Linked DNA regions of Sus scrofa: regions 1 and 3 are each linked to region 2. The links are chromatin contacts, called in public Hi-C maps. All regions are on one chromosome and are shown on one strand. Each heading gives the region's core, a stretch centred on a gene start, on an enhancer-like site or on the middle of the called end of the contact. The rest is flanking DNA. Distances are from core to core; before and after follow the strand shown. Region 1 holds the start of TNFAIP1 (BTB/POZ domain-containing adapter for CUL3-mediated RhoA degradation protein 2). Region 2 holds the start of NLK (serine/threonine-protein kinase NLK). Region 3 holds the start of VTN (vitronectin).

What was found. A called contact is a pair of places that touch in the nucleus more often than the background predicts.
Region 1: a Hi-C map of heart right ventricle shows a contact between it and region 2, with 3 times the contacts expected there. The contact joins the promoter of TNFAIP1 here to the promoter of NLK in region 2. A contact is called at or near these places in 1 of 5 promoter capture datasets (fetal liver) and 2 of 47 Hi-C or Micro-C datasets (heart right ventricle and liver).
Region 3: a Hi-C map of liver shows a contact between it and region 2, with 6 times the contacts expected there. The contact joins the promoter of VTN here to the promoter of NLK in region 2. A contact is called at or near these places in 1 of 5 promoter capture datasets (liver) and 2 of 47 Hi-C or Micro-C datasets (heart right ventricle and liver).

Annotation. Positions count from the first base shown.
Region 1 is chr12:44,614,701-44,619,071 of Sscrofa11.1, reverse strand. It overlaps TNFAIP1 (BTB/POZ domain-containing adapter for CUL3-mediated RhoA degradation protein 2), which reads right to left and starts at 2,232. Exons shown (of 7, transcript XM_003483067.4): 1 at 2,044-2,232. It overlaps IFT20 (intraflagellar transport protein 20 homolog), which reads left to right and starts at 2,389. Exons shown (of 7, transcript XM_003358167.5): 1 at 2,389-2,539.
Region 2 is chr12:44,400,915-44,404,734 of Sscrofa11.1, reverse strand. NLK (serine/threonine-protein kinase NLK) reads right to left here and starts at 1,745. Exons shown (of 11, transcript XM_021067474.1): 1 at 113-1,745. The coding sequence starts at 570.
Region 3 is chr12:44,651,894-44,655,770 of Sscrofa11.1, reverse strand. VTN (vitronectin) reads left to right here and starts at 1,855. Exons shown (of 9, transcript NM_214104.1): 1 at 1,855-1,963; 2 at 2,065-2,184; 3 at 2,261-2,456; 4 at 2,459-2,535; 5 at 2,612-2,751; 6 at 3,006-3,162; 7 at 3,301-3,453. The coding sequence starts at 1,900. It overlaps SARM1 (sterile alpha and TIR motif-containing protein 1), which reads right to left and starts at 1,407. Exons shown (of 12, transcript XM_003360057.4): 1 at 1-1,407.

The sequences.
Region 1 (4,371 bases), core at 983-3,482, 210 kb before region 2:
CAAGAATGGGGAGAAAGGGCTAGAAAAGGCCAGACGATAACTTGAAATACAGTAGGTGATTTGAAAACTGAAATGTTAAGAGGAGTTCATAGGAGGGAGGCGGGAGGAAAGCAGAGGAGGGCAAACCCAGGTCACCCCTCGCGATCTGGATTCTACATCATATGTCCTGGTTTTCTAAAGTAACACTAAAATTCATTCACTGAAAGAAAAAAAAACAGCCAACATTCTCTGCGTGTTTACTATGTTCCAGGTACTATTCTAAGCATTTAATATATATCAGCTCATTTAATTCATTTGGCAATAAAACAATATCGTGTGCCTTCGAGGTTAAGTAGTGGGGAGAGAGAGATGAAAAGATATTGTCCTTGCCTTCAGGAAGTTCAAAGAAGCATGATAATGTTACCAAGAATAAAACTAATAAGAATTAGCATTTATTATGCTCCTGCTTTGTGCTGGGTGCCTGGGATACAGAAGTGAACAAACAAGTCACAGCCTCTGGGAGTTTACGTTCTAGTGGGAAGAAACAGGCAACAAACAAGAAAATAAATAAATGAGCAGGTAATTCCAGAAGGTGAGAAATGTAATAAAGACAATAAAACAGAGATAAGAGAGTGACTACAGAGAGGCACTAATTTAGATGGGGAATCAGGGAAAGCATCTTAGGGTAGGTGACGTTCCAGCTGAGGTCTGAAAGAGCATTCCAGAGAGATGCTCTTACAGAATAGTAAGTGCAAAGCTCCTCAGACACAAGTTTTAGTAACAGAAATAAGGGCAAGATGGCTGGTGCACAGCAAGAAGGGGCAAATGGGCTGGATCATATTGGAGAGTTTGGGTTTTATACTAATTGCAGTGGCATTGAGTGTAGGGTTTAGAGCTGGGGAGTGACAGAATCTGCGATCATTCTGCTGCTGTGAGGAGAATGGATTGTAGGGTGCAGACGGAGGAAGAGTTGGCAAGAGAGGATGAAGACCTGGACTACAGTGGTGGTGATGGAGTCAGAAAAAAAAAAGTGAAATGACTTCATCATCATCTCCTCTAAGTCTAACCCAGAAATGTGCTTAGCAGAATGCTATGCACATTCTGAAGTATTTAATATGTCAGTGTGTTAGACTGAAATTGTCCCTGAAAAGATTTAGGTAGGTCCCTGTGAAGAGAGTCCAAGGAAGCGCCAGAGCAGGTGCTGTATGAAATGCCGAATTCCTCTGGTGGCTGGTTCAGTAGGGATGAGATGAGCCCCCACCAGCGGATTGCCCAATCAGTAAGTAAACCTGAATGGTATGAGGTCACCTTACCTTCCTCCGCCCACCCCAAAGGAATAAATCCACCCCTTAACAGCGGCTGCCAACAGAGGAAGACAAATCCAAGCTAATCTCTTCTTTTTCCTACAAAGCAATTGCTTTGAGCCCATGGATGACATCAGCCCAGATTCCACCCGCTCAGATTCCGCCCAGGCCAATGGGTTCCTGGAATCCTGTGGCAGGTGACGCCCCAGAAAGTAATTCCAGTGAGAATGAAGTTTCCACTGAGAGCCTCAGTGCTCTTCCTTCCGGACTTTGTGTGTGGGTATTTGGGGATGCTAGGGGCGTATCCGTGTCACGCTCGGTGAAGCTAATGGGAACCCAAGCCGAATAAAGGCCAAACAAACAAGGCGGTGATAGAAGTGGGGTCCTAAGGAAAGAAGGTCCGAGAAACCCATCACACGGAGCATGGCGAGAGGAGGAGCCGATCCCCTACAGAGGGGGGAATCTAGCAGAAATCCAAGGGTGTAAATCCAAGCGTGTAAATCTCATGCTTCAGCCAAAGGGTTTGGGGAAATTTAGCGAGACTCAACCTCTCTGTGGCCACTGTAGAGTCTTCCTCAACCCGTACCCCGCCTCACCACCGAGAAACCGAGACCGGCTCTAACACCCACCCAAAGGATTTGAGATCTCCACCTCCCTTCGCCGTCCCACGCCTTTTCCCCAGGACCGGGTAGGGTTCTCTTGGCTCAGCCCAGGACCCGTCCATCCCTTCCCCTAGGGCATGGGCAGACTCGGCTCTCACCCTCCCTGGTGGCGCTTCTCCTCTCAGCTGGGTTGCAAGTCGACACCGCGCCGCCCCTAGACCACCGCTTGCCCGCCAGCAATCTCGGGCGGTAAACTCACATTCACCACCCCCGGACTCCGCCCCCAGGCGGCCAGGGCCTGAGACTGTGAGGCCGGGCAGACATAGCACCCAATCAGGGCGGAGGGAGGAGCCCCCAAGAGTATTCCGCAGCGAGCGTACACCTACTTCAGGCCGACTTTCCGGCGCAAAGACCTCTGGGTCTTGTAGGCAGCCATCCCTCTTCCCAGGCCTCTGTCTCCCAGCATGCTCTGCCAGCTGGATGGGTGTAAGTGCTTCCTGTGCCCGGAAGTGACGTTAGGCGTAAACAGGTCTTGTAGCCGTGGCAGCGGCTGAGGCAAGCTGGCTGGCTGGGTACCGGCTGCCCTGACGCGAGAGGGGAGTTGCCTGCGGACCTCAGCCTGAGCCGCAGGCGCTGCCGCTGCGGGGTGGACAGGTAGGCTGTGACTTCGGGTCGGGGATGGGCCCGGGGCAGGAAGAGCCTGACAGGCCCGCGCCCCGAGGAAAAGCAGTCCCAGGGCGAAAGAAATGTGGGAATTCCTCCCGACTCTGGGAGCGGTTTTACCCGGGCTTGGGCCTCGAGCTTTTCGCTCTGACGCTCGCAACCCTCCTAGGAGGAAACTGCGGCTCAGATAAGTTCAAGGAGTTTACGTAGTGAAGACAACCAGCCCCATCACCCAGCTTTTCCTAACTTTCTCCACACCGCGCGGGTGGAGGTAGCGGCCAGCGTAGAGCCAGAGCCAGGGTGGTGGTGGGGATGGTGGGGGGACGAGAGCGCGACGTCCTTCTCATCTTCAGGGAACTCAATTCGGCCTTTATACCCAGTGTTCCTCAGATGAGCGTGCGGTGGGAGTTGGGAGAGAATCCGGTAGTCGGCTGCGAACCCTCTCTCTCCACTTCTTCAGGCCCGATCCATCTCATTCAACCATCCCTTCCAACCATACATCTGGCTCAAGCCAGATGCATGGGAATCTTACCTGACTCTCCTTCACTCCTCTCCAAACCCCTACTTTCATTCATCCTTTACTAAGTCCTATCAACTCGACTTTACCAAACAATTCGGAACACTTTCCTTCAGCTCCAAGCCTTGGTTACTGTAATAGCCTGCTCTGGTGTTTTTGTTTTTCTTGCCTCTTTTTAGGGCCGCACTCGCCGCATATGGAGATTCCCAGGCTAGGGGCTGAATCGAAGCTACAGCTGCCGGCCTACACCACAGCCACACCAGATCGGATCTGCCACCTACACCACAGCTCACCTCAACACGTGGGATCCTTAACCCAATGAGAGGGGCCAGGGATCTAACCCTCAACCTCATGGTTCCTAGTCAGATTGGTTTCTGCTGCGCCACAATGGGAACTCCTAGCCTGCTCTGTTTTAGCAGTCATTCATACCACAAACATTTGCTGAGTGCAAGTTCTATGCAGGCACTATGCTAGATGCTAGGGTAGCAGTGATGAACAAATAGGAGTAGCCCCATCTCTTTTCCCCCCCAGCTCGTTCTCCATCCTGGGTCATTGATCTCCAAAATAGCCACATTTGATGATGCCAGTCTGCTTAGAATCCTCTGGCTACCTTTATGAGAAAATGTAGGCTCAATACCGCAGCTTTCAGAGCCCTTCATCATCCAGTGCTAGCCTCCCCATCTTGCCCCATCTCATTCTCTCCCCCTTGCTCAGTGTTTCAACCATACTAGCCTTTCAGCTTGTGGAACACGTTAAATTTTTTACAGCCTCAGAGTCTTCCAGTCTTCACACAAGCTTTCCCTTCTGCCTGGAATACCTCCTCCTTGCTTCAGTTGGCAAGCTTTTGAACATCCTTTAGGTCTCATTTTAAGTGTCACTTCTTTTCTTTCTATGGCTGCACCTGTGACATATGGAAGTTCCCAGAGCTAGGGGTGGAATCCGAGCTGCAGCTGAGGCCTATGCCTGCAGCCATGGCAACATGGGATCCAGGCTGCATCTGTGATCCCATTGCTGGGGATCCTTAACTCACTGAGCAAGGCCAGGGGTCGAACCTGCAACCTCACAGAGACAACGTCAGGTTCTTAACCCGCTGAGCCACAACAGGAACTCCCAAATGTCACATTTTAGAAGAATTTTGTGTATAAATTTTTATGTAATTTTGTTTACATATGAATTATGTCCTCCTGCTATGGCTTCACATAGCAACATGTGCTTTTCCTCATACCATGATCACAGTTTGTGATTGGACCGTCTGTCCAGAGGTCAGAAACTAAAGAATTAAGGCATTTTCTTCACTCCTTTATCC
Region 2 (3,820 bases), core at 496-2,995:
CAAGAAGCTTGTTCTACTTGGGTCAACACCGAGAAGAAAACCAGGAGAAAGGCCTTGCCCAACGACAGCTGGGAGAAGAAACCCGAAGTTGCGGTTTTCTTGGGATACTCACCAGACGACACCAAAGGCTCCATATCCAATAGGTCTATCCGGCTCAATATCCAGCTGCTGTTGTGGATGATGCGAGTGCTGATGATGGTGCGCCTTAACTGTGGCAGCTGCGGCAGCCTGTACCTGAGCTGGGGCTGCTGCAGCTGGTCCAGGAGCCTGACCCGGTGCCGGTGATGGGAAATATGGCTGTTGTTGCCCAGGGTTTAACATGGCTGCAGCTGCGGCCGCTGCTGCGGCTGCCGCAGCTGCCGACGAGGTATGCTGCTGTACGGGGTGGACAGCAGCAGCCGACCCGGGATGAAGATGGTGCTGAGGGTGGTGGTGGTGGTGAAGGTGAGGAGGAGGGAGGTGTGGAAGGTGGTGGTGATGGTGGTGGTGGTGCCCTGCTGCTGCCGCAGATGTACCGCCATTGTAAGCCGCCATCATTTTTGCGTTGGCTCTTGCGCCACAAAGAGACATTCAAAAAAAAAATGCCCTTTGATTGGAAAGCAAACTGGGTCAAGCTGTCATTTGGCCATTTAAAAATGAAGAAAAGAACCCACTCACTCCACCTCCAAAAACATGGAGCGGAACTGGCTTTATGTCTTCATCAGTCAATCCAGACAAGTGAGCGGATCGTGGTGTTCAATTTGGGGGTGAGAGTGTGTGGAAGAGTGTGGGTTGCCCCCAAAAAAAATAAAAAAGAAAAAAGAAAAAGAAAAGAAAAAGGGAAAAGGGACCCCTTCCCCCCAGGTTTCCTGCCACAAGTGGGTACTAAAACTCCATCCTTAACTCGGGGGAGGTTCCAACTTTGACTGTGGGAATAAAGGCCAAACCTCCCGACCCCCCGAACTCCACACACGAAAAGGATCAGGTAACACACCACCCTTGGAATCCTGTAAGAGGCTTGACTCATCTACCCCTTCCATTCCCACATCCTTTTCTAAACACCTACCACCTCCTCAAAAATGCAACTGAAAAAAATTCCAACCACCCCAAAGTGAAAGGATGGGGGGAAATGTTCAGGGAAACCAGCTTTCCCCCTCGAACTCTCAGGCCTTCCTACATCTCCCCCTACTCCTCGTCAGGCTGACCTGACTGGAGGGGAGGGGGGGGGCTACTAAACTTTCCCGAACAGAAAAGAGCCAGGGAAGGAGGCAGGAGGGACCGAGTGAGCAGAGGAGGCGACAGGGCAGGACTGAGAGGAGAAAGAGAACCGGGGCAAAGTGAAGGTAAGGAGGTGCGGGGAGGAATGAAAGAGAGGTGGGCAGCACTCGGACGCCCAGACAGAGGGAACCGCCCCGGGAGGAGGTTGGGGTCCTGGGGCCAAAGAATGGGAGCCCCGGGAGGCGGGCGGGGTGCAGTCGGAAGCGGGCTGACTCCTGCCCCCGCCGCCGGCTGCTTCTGCTGAGGAGGGTTGGGGGGGAGAGCGGGTGGGTCCCCCCGCGCGACGGCCCCCGTAGGGCTCAAGGCTGCTCCGTCTCCCCCCCTCCCCCCCACCCGGCTTCGGTCCCGCGGCCGCTTTCTCCTTAGCCGCCACCGCCGCTTTCTCCTCTGCCGCCGCCTCCTCAGCCGCTGGTGCCGCCGCGGCCGGACTCACCTCCCCTAGCAAAGCCGGATAGAGCGGAGCCAGCGGCGGACACGCGCAACCAGCCGCCGAGGCCCCGCCCCCGCCTCACACTGACCGGCTGCCCTAGCCAATCCACGCCCACCTGTCCGCATCCGCCTCCAATCCTGGGCCGGGAGATTCAGACAGGCGCACTGCTCGGCCAGTGGCGACAAGGTGTGGGTCTCCTGGGGAAATCCCGCCCCGACCTGGGATGGGCAGATCGAAAGACCAATCAAAAGGAAGAGTTTAGCCTGACCGACAAGGCCAAAAGCGAATTAAACACCAAAGATCTCCGTGACATTTTCTTTCGCCTCTCTCCTCTTTTCTTTTTCTTCTTTTATTTTTTTGGCAGGAGCAGGAAGCTGCGTGCTAATCCCGCCTGCCAAAGCTGATGGAATGAAAGAACCAATCGTGAACCGGGGACCAAGAACAGAGCAACCAATCCTTGGCTTGGAGAGGAAGTGGGTTGAGACTGGGGCCAGATAGACACTTGATATGACAAATGAAAAAAAAAATTGCTCTCGGTCCCACCCTTCAGGTCTCCTATAGGTCAGGATTGTGGAGAATTCGCTGTCATATCAGCGACGACCTCCTCAGGGGGCGTGGCAAGATGAAAATGGGTGTGGTCTAAAGAAAGGGGCGGGACCTAGTCGAAGAAGGCGGAGTCCAAATCGTCTCTGGTCCATTGATAGCAGCCCTCTACTATCCCTTTTAAAGAAATCAGGTGTGGAGAAATAGGGGGAGCAAAAGGGGATGTCGAGCTTGTTAGGAAACTCAACCAAAGTTACTCAACAAGACAGGCACAAAAGAAATTCAGTAGACTGACAGTTCATATCCAGTAGCTGGTTCTCCATGTCTCATCCTCATAGCGGCAAAAAGACATGTTATTTCTAGTTTTCAGGAATATACGCTCATTGAACTATAGGCTATTGATACAAATTAAAACAAAAATGATTACCCACAAAGACTAATTTCTCCCATATTTTCTAAGTCAATGAGTTCTAGCTATTGAAATCTTAACTAAAATAACATCTTTCACTTTCACAAAATTTACTTACCTGAATTTACCTTTCTTTAAAAATATGAAATAATACGCATACAGAATCTTACCCTTACTAAAACTGTGCACTCAGAACCCCGGAGATTGTCTTTGATTTTTTTTTTTTTTTTTTTTTTTTTTTGTCTTTTGCCATTTCTTGGGCCGCTCTTGTGGCATATGGAGGTTCCCAGGCTAGGGGTCTAATCGGAGCCGTAGCTACCGGCCTACACCAGAGCCACAGCAACGCGGGATGGGAGCTGTGTCTGCAACCTTACACCACAGCTCAAGGCAACACCAGATCCTTAATCCACTGAGCAAGGCCAGGGATTGAACCCACAGCCTCATGGTTCCTAGTCGGGTTCGTTAACCACTGAACCATGACGGGAACTCCCTCTTTTCTTTTTTCTAAATGTCTGCACCTGCAGTATGTGGAAGTTCCCAGGCTAGGGATCGAATGGGAGCTAAAGCCGCTGGCCTATGCCACAGCCACAGCAACATGGGATCTGAGCAGCATGTGCAACCTACACCACAGCTCACAGCAACGCCAGATCCTTAACCCACTGACAGAGGCCAGGAATCAAACTGGCATCCTCAAGGATACTAGTCAGATTCGATTCCGCTGTGCCACAACAGGAACTCCTCCTTCCCTTCTAATCAATCAAATCTTAAGGGCTTTTGAACACTTATAAACCCACACACACCCTTCTCTCCAGTCACCATGGTATTACCCAAATGTATGCCATTAGCATCTTTAATTAAGGCATCTCCCTGCCTACAGGCTAGCTCTCCTCTAATCCATCTACTGAAAGCACTACAATCTTTTAAAAATACAGGTCTGACGATACTCTTACCCTTGAAAAAAAGTCATTAAGTCTAAATAGCCCAGCTGGATCTGGTTCCCCCGCCTTCCTAATCTCTCACCTCTACCTCCTATACTTCAAGCATTCTGTGTTTCTTTCAGTTCCTCAAATGGTTTGTTGCTTCCAAAACTTCACGGGTGTATTCGGCTCCAAATACTCGCTGCTCCACTCCTCTAACTTATGGTTCAGGTCTTCACCTACCTTTCTTTCTTTCTTTCTTTT
Region 3 (3,877 bases), core at 606-3,105, 250 kb before region 2:
GGGCGGAGGGCGGAGCGACCCAGACCTTGGGAAAAAGAAGACCCCAGAGGGGACCCGAGGGAAGAAGATGCAGGAGGGAGGGTGGAGAGAGGGGTGCCAGGCAAGGGCGCTGACCAGAAATGTGAGGGCAGGATCTGGAACGAAGAGGTTAGAGAAGGGAATTGCAGGCCCGGATGAAGGAGGCAAGCAGGAGGAGAGAGCAGAGAGGCGGGAGGAATGAACCTAGGCGCCGGAGGGTCTAGGAGGCAGCAAGCCAAACAAAGAGCGCTCCAGTTCCGGCCGGGTTCGCGGAGATGCTCTGCAGCAGCCCCGCCCCTGAGAAGCCAGGGACCCGGAGCCCACGCCCCGCCTCTCGGTCACGCGGGGCTCCTCCCCTGCCGCCGGCGTAGCCTCACGCTAAAACTTCCCCAGCCGTGCCCACACCCTGACCGGCTCCCGGAGCCCGGTCCCCGGGCCCCCTCCACTGGATGCAGAGGAAAGGGAGGAGGGCGAGAGGACTGCCTCGGTTTTATACTGGAGACACTGGAATGACACTGGAATGTGAGGGCAGCACGGTTGGGTGTGCTCTTGTCCTACTAATGCTATCATAACAGCAATTCTTGAAACCCTTTATGCCTGTTTCTCAATTAAGACTTACAACGCGCCTATGAGGTAGGAATTTGTGCTGCCTTTTAACAGACTGAGGTCCATATAGAAACGATTGTCCAAAGTCACTCTCCCCTCTCATTATAGAAAAGAAAGCAATCAGCAGAATCGCCAAAGATCACTTGCTCCAGGTAGGAGGAGGACTTCAGGAGGCCTTGGACTCCGAAAAGTGGGCCCCAAATCAGGCATTTTGTGCCAGTGAGCATTTTCTGAGTAGGGGGATCCTACTCACTGGAGTCTAAAAGTGTGGGGAAGAGTGCCTGCTGTGGCACAAGCAGCTCGCATCTCTGCAGCACCAGGACACAGGTTCGATCCCCAGCCTGGCACATTGGTTAAAGGATCCAGGATTGCTGCAGCTGCAGCATAGATTGCAACTGCAGCTTGGATCTGATCCCCGGCCTGGGGAAACTCCTTATGCCCATGGGGTGCCCAGAAAAGAAAATAAATGTGGGGAACTGGGCCACCCTTCATGGATGGGGAAGATGAGGATGGAGACAGGGAATAGCCAGCTGAGGAGCAGTAAATCAGTGGAAGACTCAGGAATCACAGCCAGTCCGAAGGGTTAATATTCACCAACTCACTGTGCTGTGAAGACCAGCCTCTGGAAATCAATGCTCTAGAGACCTGAACCCAGAAATGAAACTTTGTTCTTTTCATGATAAAAATAAATTTTCACCAGGGTGTTTACCAGCATAGCTCCTACCCCCACCCCCCTTCAATGCCCTAAATACACAAGGGGTGGGTGAACCATCCTGCGAGGGCTGTGCCTGATCAAACAGATCATGAATCAATAGCCATTTATGGAGAATGAAGTTGGGGCTCCTCCAGGCACTGGGCAGATTGTCTGCTTTAGGTCCTGACACCCCATGAGGCAAATATGATTAATCTCATTTTACCAAAAAGAGAACTAAGGCAACTAAAGCTTTGTGCCCAAGGTGCACAGCCAGTGAGTGCCAGAGTGGGACTTCTTTCTGTCCCTCAGACTCACTGAGCTAGTCCTCTTCCGAGATGACCTTGAGCCTGGCAAGGATTCTATTTACAGCTCTCCCAGGCCTGGAGTTCCAGGACCGTGATCCTTTGCTGCAGCAGCCTCTGGAGTCAGGGCTCTGGGGGCTGGACTGGAGCTTGAGCAAACAGAGCAGTAGAAAAGGCAACTCCTCTTCTCTGGTTCCCTCATCCATGACCTCTCATCTCTCTGTCCCTTCCTCAGGCATCAGAACCTAGTTTACCAGACGTGAGGCCGGAGGTGCTGCCATGGCACCCCTGAGGCCCCTTCTGATGCTGGCCCTGCTGGCATGGGTTGCTCTGGCTGACCAAGGTGCGGGAGGATATGGATATTGGTGACCATTTGGGTCAATGTAGGGTGGGTAAGTGTGGCCTGGCCTGGGCGGTGCCAGCTGTCATACTCCCTCTCCACAGAGTCGTGCAAGGGCCGCTGCACAGACGGCTTCATTGCCGAAAGGAAGTGTCAGTGTGACGAGCTGTGCTCTTACTACCAGAGCTGCTGCGCTGACTACGTGGCCGAGTGCAAGCCCCAAGGTGCGTTCAGAGGGGCTGGGCGGGCCTGGGGTCCCCTCTGCAGCTGGAGACTCACCACCCCCCTCCTTGTCTGCAGTGACTCGCGGGGATGTATTCCTTCAGCCAGATGATGAGTACAGGGCCTATGACTACCACGAGGAGACCAGACACAACACCAGCGTCCAAGAAGAGCCAAGGATCCCTGTCCTGCTGGCCAAGACTGAAGAGACTCCGGTTCTGAAACCTGAGGAAGAGGCCCCACCACCTGGGCCTCAGACTGATGATCTAGGGGTCCTGAGGAAGAGCTGTGCAGTGGGAAACCCTTTGATGCCTTCACCAACCTCAAGAACGGTTCCGTCTTTGCCTTCCGAGGTGACTGGAATGGCAGACCTTGGGACTAGGGTCTGCCGCAGGAGCATCCTGCCTCACACGGCCTCCCTTCCTCTAGGGCTGTACTGCTATGAGCTGGATGAAAAGGCAGTGAGGCCTGGGTACCCCAAGCTCATCCAAGATGTCTGGGGCATCAAGGGCCCCATTGATGCCGCCTTCACCCGCATCAACTGTCAGGGGAAGACCTACCTCTTCAAGGTACCAGCCCAGGGACTGTGGGTCAGGGTCAAGGCTATCTCAGCAGGGGCTTGAGGGCGACTATGCCCAGGACCTGAGTGGGCCAGAAGGCTGGATCCCAGCCTGTGGTCCCTGGCTGGAGCTCTGTGGGACATAGAAGCCCAAGGCTCCAGGTCTTGGGCAACAAGCCTGGGAATAGGGCTGCTGCCTTGGGTGGAGGACTCTGCCTCCGCCACAGCCAGCTGCCTCCTGACTCTCTTCTTCCCTGCGCCTAGGGTAGTCAGTACTGGCGCTTTGATGATGGTGTCCTGGACCCCAATTACCCCCGCGAGATCTCTGAAGGCTTCAAGGGTATTCCGGACGATGTGGATGCAGCCTTGGCCCTGCCGGCTCATAGCTACAGTGGCCGGGAGCGGGTCTACTTCTTCAAAGGTACTCAGTGGGTGGGTGGGAGGGTTGGTTTGCTTCCCCTGGGGACAGGCCTTGGATTATGCCCCACCCCGGACCAGGAGCTCCTAACTTCCACAGCCTCTGGGCTTTCCAGTCTTGCTCATGGCCACCCCTCCCCAGGGAAACAGTACTGGGAGTATGTGTTCCAGCAGCAGCCCAGTCGAGAGGAGTGCGAAGGCAGCTCCCCGTCGGACGTCTTTGCACACTTTGCCCTGATGCAGCGGGACAGCTGGGAGGACATCTTCAGACTTCTCTTCTGGAGCCATTCCTTTGGTATGGAGGGCTGGCCAGTTCTTGCTTTTCCTGCTGGGGACTGAGATCCCCTGGGAAGGGGGAGGGCCAGCCCGAGGGACTGTGATTATGGAGCTATTGATCAAAAGCTGTTTGCTCAGGCCAGACTTTGCTTCTGTTGATCTTTCTGGGGGAGGCTTGCCTCCACCCGGACCCCACACCTTGGACTTTGCCTAGTGCAGCCAAGGGCACAGCCAGCCGAAGGAGGGGGCTGTGGGAGTTCTCGCTGTGGCTCAGCAGTAATAACCCAACTAGTACCCATGAGGATGCAAGTTCGATCCCTGGCCCTGCTCAGTGGGTTAAGGATCCAGTGTTGCCCCAAGCTACGGTGTAGGTCAGAGCTGCAGCTTGGATCCTGAGTTGCTGTGGCTGTGGCGCCGGCCGGCAGCTGTAGCTCCAATTAGGC